Linked DNA regions of Mus musculus: region 2 is linked to region 1. The links are chromatin contacts, called in public HiChIP or PLAC-seq maps. All regions are on one chromosome and are shown on one strand. The core of a region is the stretch at or near the end of the contact, and the rest is flanking DNA. Distances in the headings are between cores, read along the strand shown.

Evidence for each region. HiChIP or PLAC-seq counts read pairs in DNA pulled down with a chosen protein or histone mark.
Region 2: an H3K4me3 HiChIP or PLAC-seq map of embryonic stem cells shows a contact between it and region 1, with 7 read pairs. The contact joins the enhancer-like site here to the promoter of BC106179 in region 1. A contact is called at or near these places in 3 of 39 promoter capture datasets (the 3T3-L1 cell line, embryonic stem cells and liver), 2 of 484 Hi-C or Micro-C datasets (cortical neurons and myocytes), 2 of 115 datasets of contacts at active chromatin or transcription factors (embryonic stem cells and forebrain) and 1 of 9 other capture datasets (embryonic stem cells).

What each region holds. Positions count from the first base shown.
Region 1 is chr16:23,222,802-23,228,628 of GRCm38.p6, forward strand. It overlaps BC106179 (cDNA sequence BC106179), which reads right to left and starts at 2,683. Exons shown (of 3, transcript NR_152126.1): 1 at 2,667-2,683; 2 at 984-1,643; 3 at 1-694. St6gal1 (beta galactoside alpha 2,6 sialyltransferase 1) reads left to right here and starts at 1,939. Exons shown (of 8, transcript NM_145933.4): 1 at 1,939-2,428.
Region 2 is chr16:23,905,470-23,911,296 of GRCm38.p6, forward strand. No RefSeq gene overlaps it. Among named protein-coding and RNA genes, the nearest start is that of Sst, 18 kb to the left of the region's middle. Within about 2 kb of position 3,377, at least 3 of the 459 cell types and tissues checked have an H3K27ac peak or open chromatin away from gene starts, as enhancers often do. A contact at or near this core is called in embryonic stem cells, where this site is marked.

The DNA of each region.
Region 1 (5,827 bases), core at 1,433-3,932:
TCCTGTAGCCTGCAGCTCTATAGTCCTGAGATATAGTTCAACATTTTGTCTCTCATTGCAGGTCAGAAGGCCTTACTGATGAAAGAGCCACTTTGGAAAGCTACCAGATGGTGATGCCCCTGCAGTTTTTCTGGGAATATCCCTACATGTCTATTTATCTGTTCTAGACCCCCCCCCCCCCCAGGGCTTCTTTTTAGGTTTGCCACAGTGTGTGGGTATTATCAATGTGGCAAGTTCAAAACCCAGAGTGAACCCCTTCCCTTTCCCCCCCATTGACTGGTTAGAGTTCTAGAAAATAGAACTTAAGAGTAGATGCTGTATCCCATTTTAAAAGAGTCTCTTTCCTATTGTATGGTTCTTAGTTCTTAAATTGAGTGGAAACAAGAGGGAGGTTGAAAGAAAGGATTGAGGCTTTCAATGAACGTGAGGGATACTGAGATTTCTCAAGGGCCTGGGTGACTTAATTTCCTCATCCACAAGTGGGTTTAACACCTTACTGTGTATAACACTGAAACCAGCACTGTGTCTTTGGTGATTCTTGTCTAGATGCCTTTTCTTCATTTCCTGTGTCAGCGTCACAGTTCAGGTGCTTAAGCGATCTCCACTGTCTGTCAGCTCCCAAGTCAGTCTGAGATTCTCACTTAAAGTCCTCGCTCCTGTTTCCATCTTCAAGAACCGCGACCGAAGAATCTACCTAAAGCACAAGGATGCACTGTGAGCCATGCATTAAAATCGTTTAATGGCCTCTTAATGTAGAACAAAATCTTCGACTTTCAGTTAGCACCCTTTCAGAAACAGTCACCCGGGGTCTGCTTTCATTGGCTCACAGCAGAGTGCACTATTATGAGCATGCTCAGTAGGCTAGACTCTACGTTACTTGCTCCACATAAATCATTTCGTGTAAACATGATCCTTAGTGCTGTCTTCTAGCTCTCCATGTTGCAGAAGAGGAAAGAATGGCCCAGAAAGACTGTGGAACTCACCCAAGAACAAATAGCTTCTTGGCCACAGAACTGAATTCACTGTCTGGCACTTTCTGATTTGGGTCTCTGGCTCCAGAGCAGCTGGGGGAGGGTGAGCAGCTAGGGGCTCAGAATCAAAGGATGGAGGAAGACAATCTGAAAGACAGGTGCTGGGGAGGAGGCGGCAATCTTTTCTTTCCCAGGTTGGTGGTGGGAAGCGGCTATCTGGACTTGAAGAGAACGCTCTGGTCCTGGCTCCAGCAATCTTACTGTAGAGGCTATTTTGCTACACAGAAAACCCAGACCAGCAATTTTCTGCGTTCTTGGAGCTCTATTTGATTCCTCTCCCAGCTCAGAGGTGGATATTTGGGATGTGATTACTGCCTCAGAGTAGTCAAATCTCTTCTCTAGGATAGAAAGGACCGAAGGAGCGGCCAGATGGTGGCTTCCAGTTCTCTTACAGAGGAAAGTTTTCAGTCTTTCGGAAGTGGTCTGTGGGTAATCAGAGATGGTCAGACTGCCAGACTGCTTCTTCAACAAGATGTTTCCTCCTGACTTCTCCAGCAGCCGTATCCTAAGCCCAGTGGAAGGAAGGTGCCCGGCTGTCTTTACCTTTGTAACCGGGTCCTGCCTGCCTGCGTACCTACTGTGAGAGTTCCAGGTCGCAGGACTCCAGAACATCTAAAAAAAAAAAAAAAAAAGTTTGACAAGGCTGTGTACAGGATACACTTAATGTTGGGGGATTTTTGTTAAACTCTAAATACTACAGTCTAAGATGTATGTGTCCTACATAAAAATTTGAGTTTTCACAGGGGTTAAATGACTTGTTTGATCAGGATCACCCTGTGCAGAGCCAGGACAAGCACTCTGGTAAGAACGTTTTCGCCAGATAACACTGAATCCAATCCATCGGGACACGCAGGGGGTGGGGGTGGAGGCAGCATTTGGGCTTCCTTGCCTGCCGCATTGCTCCGCCCCAAAGGCTTGCTCTTTGTGGACAGACTGCAAGATTCCCTGCATTACGGGGAGCCCTAAGCAGGCACCTTTAACCTTGAGCCTGCTCGCTAGCGACCTCCAGAGGGCCAGGATGGTTTGGGACCGGTGTGATAGAGCACTTTTCTAGTTTTAACGACTCTATTTGCATAACGGAGACCAAGCGTCCTCCCGCCGGTCTGCCGTGCTTTTCTTCCCTCCTTCCCGGTCCTCTGTACCCTCATCTGTGCTCCCTCTCTGCTTCCCAGAAGATCCGTTCTCAAGGGGACTCACTCGGAGCTTGAGTCCCGGGCTCTTCTCCCTCGGCCCGGCAAGATCCAGAGGCACCTGGGGGAGTGGAGTTGAGCGCCAGCCTGGGTTGGGGAGCCGCCCTGGCACTGCCCGACCCTAACAAAGGGAATCGGACTGCGCGCCGTGCGAGCGCTCGGTGGGCTCAGCGACCGCAGCCGCCTTCCCGATTGAGAGAGCTGCAAGTGAGTAGGGGCGAGGCGGGCGGCACGGGTCTGAAGAAGGAGTGCAGGGGTGCGCTGAGAGGCAGCCCTAGCTGCGGGAGTAGGAGCCGCCGCCCCGGGCTGGGGATGTCTGTCGCGGGTCCAGGGGAGGGACCGCCTTGGCCTCCCCTCCCTAATCCCCCACCCCCACCCCCACCCCCCGGCACGCCAGCCTGCGCACCCATAACAAACCCACGTGTGCGGGGACGCAGGAACCTACACTGCAGCGTCTGTATTGTGTAAGGCGTTGACTCGCGGAGTGAGGGTCTCTTTAGATCTTGCCCACTTTGGTAACAGAGCAGGAAAACAAGCCCGGTGGAAGGAGAGGGGGAGCGCAGGCACCACAACAAACGCACGTGTGCCCCGGCTGAACCTCTTTTGGTCAGGTTATTGTTCCAGCCAAACCAACGGGTGCGGCGCTTGGAGGCCACCTACTACTGCTGGAGAGGTGGGGACCTTTCGCAGCGGTGCTCTGTGAAGGGACGGACTAAACCTGTTGATTTTTAAAGGAAAAAGAAAATACAAACAAGAAAGAGCCGACAAAAAGCCCCCACCCCACCCACACGTATGCTTCACCCATTGGCACGGGTTTGGAGGTGAAACCTACAAGCCCTCATCTCTTCTTCGAGATTTTCTTAAGAGTCGTGGGCTGAACTAAGGATCTGTAGGGTACCCTTCTAAAATAGACCCTGCCCGACACACCATTGTCCCCGTGCACTGGCGACTGCCCCTGTTGGGGAATCTCGAGCGCCTCCCTAGCTTGCTGAAAGAATAGTTCATTTTAACAAAATCCACCAGTGAGGTCTTGGGTTTTGCTTGCTCTTCGCCTGGGAGCTCCCTGTGGCTAGACATTTCAGGTGTCACTGGCCCTGGCCACACAAGGCCAACGGGGGCCCCTCGTCTAGACGGGGACGTATCGGAGGCTCGCAGAGGTAGGTCCACTGTTTGCTGTGCTTTCCCCTTAACTTTCACTCTGCTCACGCAGCCGGATTTTTAGCGTATTGAGGTCTGGGCTTGTCAGCTCTGAGGAAAAGTTGAGGACAGGAAGGGGGCGGTGAACGGATCCTAGGCGACCTGTGCAGGAGTGACAGCATTTTACCAATCTGATGCTGCACCTCGAGTAGTCCCTGTGGAGACTAACCTGTCTCTGAAGACAACTGGACAGCCTTCAACCGTGTACCTTTGTTATTGAAAAAATCCAGGCGACAGCTAGGGAACCTTTTTAATTTTACAGGCAGGAAGCTGAGGTCTGAGAGTTCAGCCCCTTGGGTCTTCCAACTGCTCGGCCTTCATCCAGAGGATTCTGCGGTCGGCTTAAAAGGCAGTAGCCTCAGGCAGGGCGGAGTGAAACAAAGAAAATAATTCAAATTGGAAACTGCGCCCTTCCATTATACCTTTCTAGAGTTCTCTGTTTTAGTGGAGAAGAGGGACTTAGCATTTCCCCCACTTCTCAGCCTGTCCCGCTTCATAACTTTGCTCTGCTCTCCTGGCTGCCCTCTTGTTCTCAAATTGAACTAGGGCCAACTGGAGAGGCTTAGATGTTTTGCGGGCGCTAAGAAGCCTTTGTTCGGGCAGAAGCTGGGGCTGTTGACATCAGCCCCGCTGGGAGGAGAGTGTCTCTTGTAGTCAGCTGCTTCTGAGCCCCTCAGTACAGAACGAAGCATTCTTTTCATTGATTTTATTTAATTAATTTATCTATTATGTATGATTCCCGTGGAAGTGACTGTGCCTTTTGTGTTTAGCAGAGAAGCAGGCAGAGGACAGTGAGATTAGTTTCTCTAAAGCTAGCTAGTTTGTGCTTGGAGGCTTTTCTCTCCATCTTCGCTCCGCCTAGGTGTGTTTCCTTCCTCCTAGTCGTGTTTACTTTCCCCTTCATTTCCAGGCTGTTTAGCTTTGTAATGGCAACGTTAAAAAAAAAAAAAATCACAGCTCTCAATTTACAGGAATAGGAGAGAATTTATTCTGGAGCCACTTCGGGTGACCCTGGCCTGGGAACACAGATTTAGATGATCTCAAATTCTATGTTGCAATGTGGAAGCAGCTTCTTGGAGTGTTTAGTTTTACTGGGCGGAGAAAGTTGTGAATTCAGGAAAGTTTAAAATACATTGGCAGGTACATCAGAGAGGCAGGTACCTAGGAATTTGGGAAGCTTTTCTATAACATCAAAATTCTATCTGGTGGGATTCTTGGCTTTTAGACTGGTAGAAGTTAGTTTCCTGCAAAATTAATAGATTCTAAAAGGCTTTTTATATGTTGCCAAAAGATGCTAGTTTCAACACAGGGAGTGTGTGTGTGTGGGGGGGGGGGTAAGGTGGGGGGCGGGGTGGGGGTAAGGGCAGGGGCAGGCCAAGGATGGATTGGAGTGATGGAGTGAGATGGAGGTGGGGGATGGTCCAGGAAACCCCTGTTTTGGAGGACTAGAACTTAGCCCTAGATAAAGTAATTAGCCTCTGGACCTGCAGAATTCCAGTCTCCGAAGTGCTGTAATTCTTATCTGAAGACCAATCTCGGCAGACAGGGATTACTTTCTGGAGTTTCTATTCCCAGCCAGGTGAGGTTGTCTCCTCAGGATGGTAATGAAGTTGAGGCTCCTTTTTTTTTTTTTTAAACGTAGGAAAATGAAGGACCTGAGAAGAGAAATGACCTGCTCCAAACACACAGAAACACACAGTCCACCTGCTTTTAGTGTCCCCTTTTTGCGTCAAAGGGAAGGTGTTGCATCAAACAAGTTGTCGGTACCCCAGAGTAAAGTCAAAGTTAGGTTGCTATAACAACACCCTTGCATCCTAGAGGATGTAAACAGGCTTGGCTTTCAAGCAGAGGAGTGGGTGCCGAGGGCAGGTACGGTGTGGAGTACTGCATTTAGGATGAGAATCGCTTTTCCTTGGTTTGCCAAGTGCTTCATTTCCCTCTTGCCCTGGGAAGATGCTTTGCAAATATTTGCAAAGCAAAGGACAGTAAGACCACAGAGACTCCACTCAGCTAGTCATTGTAGTTAACCTCTGGGGTCCTATTTTTTTTTCTTTTCTTTTTTTTTTTTTTTTGCCCAATGAACCTGCCAGTCCGTGCCCTGGCTCTCCTAGGAAGTAGATGCTGCTCGGAGCCTTAGTGTGTGGCATTCCTGAATGAGAAGAACTTGATTAGGGAAACTTGATTGTTTTTTCTTGCTTCTCTGCATGCGTTCTCAAACTTCAGGGAAATGTGTTTTAGTGATCCCCCAAAACACAGATAGGAGCCGATCTGATGCAACGCACAGCAGGATCTTTTATTCTATTTGAGTTATCAAGCTAGCTCATCCCCCCTCCCCACTGCAATGGTGGGGGAAGTCCCCGAATGTCTATGGGGGCAAGGCTTTATAGTAAGCAGCAAGCAGTGGTAAGT
Region 2 (5,827 bases), core at 2,127-4,626, 680 kb after region 1:
AACTTTCTATGAACTACTCTAACTTTTGAAAACTACTTAAAACGAATCGTGAAATCCATAAAATCATTAATTCATCTAAACAGTATTTTGTGAAAGTTAATTTTCAGGCTGATGTGCAGGGAAATTGCCCAACAGAGTGGGTTATCAATCAGGAGGTGATCACACCAGGCTGTAGGCAGTGAGAGTCTCCCCACACCCAATCACACCAAGCCATATATCTGAGAAATATAGCAATGACAAGCATGAGAAGGCACATCAGTAGCAAGAAGCAATCCTGGAATGAAGCTTCTGGGTCTGTACACCCATCACAGCTGTATAATGTGGTGGCCCATCTCCATGAGCCTCACTTACACACTACAGCTCCTCCTGCAAGGTGTGTGCCATTTATGGCAATCCCAATTTATAACTGGTCCAGCACAAGTCCTTTTTGATGGTTTGAATATGAATGGCCCCCATAGATTCATGTGTTTGAATGCTTGGCTATAGGGAATGGCACTATTAGCAGATATGGCCTTGTTGAAAGAAGTATGTCACGGTGGAGTTGGGCTTTGAGGTTATATAAGGACAAGTTATGCCCAGTGTGGAACACAATCCTCCTTTGCTGCCTGTGGATCAAGATGCAGAACAATCAGTTCCTTCTCCAGCCCCATGTCTGCCTAGATGCTGCCATGCTTACCACCACATTAGGACTGAAACTCTGAAACTTTAAGACAGCCATAATTAAATGTTTTCCTTTGCAAGAGAGTTGCCTTGATCATGGTGTCTCTTGATGGTAATAAAACTGAAAGACATTCTTGATCTATTAGGATTAGGGAATCTCAAGCTGGTACCCAATGGAGGTTGTGCTAAAGAATGTTAGAGAATTAATGCCTATTTATGGAAAGAAATCTTTGTGAATTTTACTTACCATAAATCACATATGGTATGAGATGGAAATTTGGTGTTGTACTGAGAATCAAGAATAGGGAAAAGATATTGATTTTTTACCCCTATACCCTCAGATAAGATCTGGAGATGAATCCCATGACGGAGAATAAAACTTGATCCTTACTCTGGAACTGTAATAGACTCCCACACAGGGAACATCTGGCCATTGCACAAATTTCCAAGTTGAATTTGCACAAACTACAAAGCAAGGCACTGAAGTTGACTTCTTATGAAAGTATAACGTAAAAAAAACAAAATTCTAAGCCTTTAGGCCCAGGCTTGGGAATGTGACCTCTGTGACTTAATGCTCCAAGGTATGCTAATCATAAAACAGATAGCCACATTCCTCCACCCACCCACTTCCTGGATTCAAAGAGAGTTCATTCAAAGAAAGTCACCCTGACCATTGGGGAACCCGCTATGCAAATGTGCTATTGTTAGGGACTCTTAGAAACTGTCTTGAGAGATAACCTGCACAATTACCAGGTATTCCTTGTGACTCTTGTGACTTTGCACTTCCTTGGGACTTTTAACTGGTATCTTTGGTATTTTCTAACAACGCCTTCCCCACTTCCTTGAGTTGTGGTGTCTTCCTTTAAATACCCCCCTTACCCAGCTACTCAGGGCGCCACAGTCCTCTACCCCTGCATGGTGTATGACCGTGGGCCCGAGAGCACTCTTGAATAAAAATCCTCTTGCAGTTTGCAGCAAGACCGTTTCTTGTGAGTGATTTAGGGTGTCGCCTCTCCTGAGTCAGAACATGGGGGAGTTCTCACGTTGTGGGTCTTTCATTTACAAGGTTCTTCATGTTAGTCAATGAGAAACCCTAACCCCATCCACAACAGAACATGGAAAACTGTATTTACTGTGTTCCTATATCCATAGACGGAGACACATCAAAGTGAGGACCCTTTGACATCACATATGTGGCAACAAGTCCTAGTAAAGATACTTTAACCAAGGGACTGGGGTGGCGGGTTGGCTCAGAAATGAAGGTGCTTGCAGCCAAGTCTAATGACCAGAGTTCAGTCCCCAGAACTCCACAGAAGAATGAAGGAGACAACTCTTGCAAGCTGTCTCTGAGCTTCACCATGACACATGCACACACATGCGCACGGGTCATTACTAAAATTTTGGTGAACCAAGACATCATCCTTCTTTTTTCTGAGGCCAAATAATTTGAAGAAGCCTCATATAACATGTAAATGATTTCTTCCATATCTGCTATAAGAGTCAACAGAGAAAAGTCATTAAAGAGAGGAAAAGCTGAGACCCAGGAACCTAAAAACAATATAAAGAGTCAGAGTGCTCAGTCCAATGGTTGGCTGAGAGCATCCACCTCTGTATTTGTCAGGCACTGGCAGAGCCTCTCAGGAGACAGCTATATCAGGCTCCTGTCAGCAAGCAGTTGGTGGTATCCACAATAATGTCTGGGTTTGGTATATGGGTTTGATATATGGTATGGATCCTCAGATGGGTCAGTCTCTGGGTGTCCTTTCCTTCAGTCTCTCCTCTACTCTTTTCCTCTGTAATTCCTTCCATGGGTATTTTGTTTCCCCTTCTAAGAAGAACTGAAATATCCACACTTTGGTCTTCCTTCTTCTTGAGCTTCATGTGGTCTGTGAATTGGTTTTTCTTTCTTTTTTTTTTGGGGGGGGGGGCGGGGGGTTCGGTTTTTTTGGGGTTTTGGATTTTTTTTGAGACAGGATTTCTCTGTATTGCCCTGGCTCTCCTGGAACTCACTCTGTAGACTCAGAAATCCACCTGCCTTTGCCTCCTAAGTGCTGGGATTAAAGGCATGTGCCACCACGCCCAGCTATGGTCTGTGAATTGTATCTTGGGTATTTCGAGCACAGGGTGGAGGATCTAGAGAAAGGACCCAAGGAGTTGTAGGGGTTTGCAGCCCCATAGGAGGAACAACAATGCCACAGACCCTCTGGATCCCTTTGTCTACGTGAAACGGGTCTCTGGGGCAGGTGGGCAAAGCGTCGGAGGGAATGACAGACAGACCAATAGGAGAGATTGTGTAGAATCTGAATGTATTGTGTCAGGTCGAGCATCAAACTTTTTATACCAAAGGAATAACAAGAAACCAGGCAACATACAATCCACCGAGTTACAGTGACACAATACAAAAGGAATGTATACATCAAAAGAAGGTGGGGACCAGGCTGCTGCCACAAAAGAAGGGAGCTAGGTGCAAACTAGTCTATTGTAAAACCCACCACCAGGGGTTCTGCACTAGCAGACCTTATCATGAATATTGCAATACCCCAACACCCTATTTCCTGGGTCTACAGAAAAATATACCAACTTGCTTTTAATATGCAATGTAGCCTGTACTGAAGATTTCTATCTCAGTGAGATTCCCTGGCTCTTTCTGCAGACCAGCTGAGCCACTGGCTCTGTCTATTGTAATGCTTAATTAGTAACTGAATAGGTAACTTCCTTTCTGAGTTCCTGCCGGATTTCAAGCTAGGATTTCAAGCTTGCAGCTACTGGAACCTTGGAACACTATAACAGAATTTAATCTTAAAAGGCATTTATAATAAAATATTAAAAGAGAGCTCATAGATCCATACACCAGACTAACATGGGAATAGAGTATATGTATGTGGTTGAATGAGAACGCAAAAACTCCAGGAGGTGAGCTTCCTTGAAACTCTCTGCCTCGTGAGTGGCTTTTAGGCTGCACAGCCTGTCAAGCTGACTCAACTGGAGTGCATGGCACAACAATATGGATCAACCAGTACCCCCAGAGCTCCCAGGGACTAAACCACCAATCAAATGGAGAGACCCATGGCTCCAGCTACATATGTAGAAGAGGATGGCCTTGTCAGACATCAATGGGAGGAGAGGTCCTTGGTTCTGTGAAGGCTGTATGCCCCCAGTGTACAGGAATGCCAGGGCCGAGAAGTGGGAGTGGTTGGGTTGGTGAGCAAGGGGGAGGGGGGGTAAGGAATAGGGGGTTTTCAGAGGGAAAACCAGGAAAGGGGATAACATTTGAAATGTAAATAAAGAAAATATCTAATTAAAAACTTGTTTTTTTTTTTTTTTAAAAAAGAGTCAGCGTAAATGGCCTCTTCTCCCATACATCTACAAACAAAATCACTACTAGGAACAATTACACAGGACATTTATAATCAATCTCTCTAGCTTATATTCTCAAGGCAGCCTGTGAGGCTACTGAATCAATAAGGTTTTTTTTTAATATTTTATCAGGCAATATATAAGTGAGATATTATAGATACTTTATCTATTAGGTAGATAATATTTCTTGATCAATGAAAATTCCAGAGAACACTGTAGTAACACCTACTGATTTTGAGAAGGGGAGGATGAAAAACTGTTATCAAAAAATTTAGCTCCTTGGCCAAGCTATTTGTTATAGACAAAAACAACAAAAGGAGTATTCACACAGAGGCACCTGATCCACAGATTGAATATGGCTGTATTCTATGAGTGTAATCATAAATATTTGGAAAGAACTTGGACAAGTCTCTTTTTTGGAAAATGGTGGTATATTGTTCCCCACTGGGGCCCATGGCCTCCTCTGCCATAGGCTTTTAATCAAGATTAAAGGAACAGATGAGCATATTGCCTCCCAAGGAACCAGTCTCCAATCTGAAGACAAAGGAGTTGGTTACTCCCAATATAGTCATGCCACTATTGCACCAGTGGATGTAGCTAGCCTGATTCCTGGGGTCAGAGCCCTCCCTGGACTCTCCTCTGGCATGGAAGGTGCCCAGAGGTCTGGGTTTCAGCTCTGTCTCCTGGCTGAGGATGAAGGCCTGAAGGGACCCTGTCCAAGAAGCTCGGTTGCTTCTGCAGCCCATGCGCTCTCCTGCGCAGACTGGTCTCTGAGAGACCCGGGATACAAGATGGTGTTCTCCCCTGAGTCCCAGAGTCAGAGCCCTCTCTGGAGGCTGACTCTCCTCAGTGATCCCAAGATCCTGCGTGTGCTAGGGCGCCTGCAGCGTGGAGAGTCCTCTGGGGAACTTGGGACCATCCACCAAGTTCACGCCCAAGATGATATCTTCTGAAGCTAAAAGTAAAATGCACTCAACCAGTTTTTTTAAAAAAATCTATTTGAAACAGTAAACAGAAGTAGGAAAAAAAATCTCTTATGAAGTCCTCTATGAAAGGAAATTGTGACAAGTTTCTGATTAGACAGAAACTGTTCCATCTCCAAGGGAGAATACACGGTGCAACTGTGGCTTCATAGAATGAACTGGTAGTGATTTTTCTGTTTCTATTTTGTGGAATAATTTGAAGAGATTTGGTATTAGGTCTTCTTTGAAGGTCTGATAGAATTCTGCACTAAACCCATCTGGTCCTGGCATATACATATTTGGTTTGGGAGGCTTTTAATGACTTCTATTTCTTTAGGAGTTATGGCATCAGTTTAAATGGTTTATTTGATAAAAACATATAATTTTATGTCTGTCTTTTCTCCTTAACTTCTAAATAATCAGAAATCATACTTTATTTTTAATCCTGAGACCTAATGAGGTTTTCAAATTTCCAAATACATTTTGGAATATTCCAGTTATTTTTAATTTTTTTCTCAGTTATATTTTTGTTTAGTTATGTTTAATTTCACTGAGCTGGAAGAGACTCGTGAACATTGGAAGAAGAGAGGGATCTCTTGTTCAGTTCTCTTGGACAAAACCCATGAGAAACACACCTGTCACTGAATGAATGCCGGGTTTCTGATTCACTGGAAAGAGACAGACGTGCATATGAGAGCCTCAGCACCTCAGTAAGAGGTTCTCCCAGAGGACAAACTGTAACTTTCGGAACTATATTAGGAGACGTGTTCCTCTAAATGGAGGTTTACTCTGAGCTGGATAACGCTGGAGGGTAAAGACCTCAGTGACTCTTATCTACAAACTGAAAG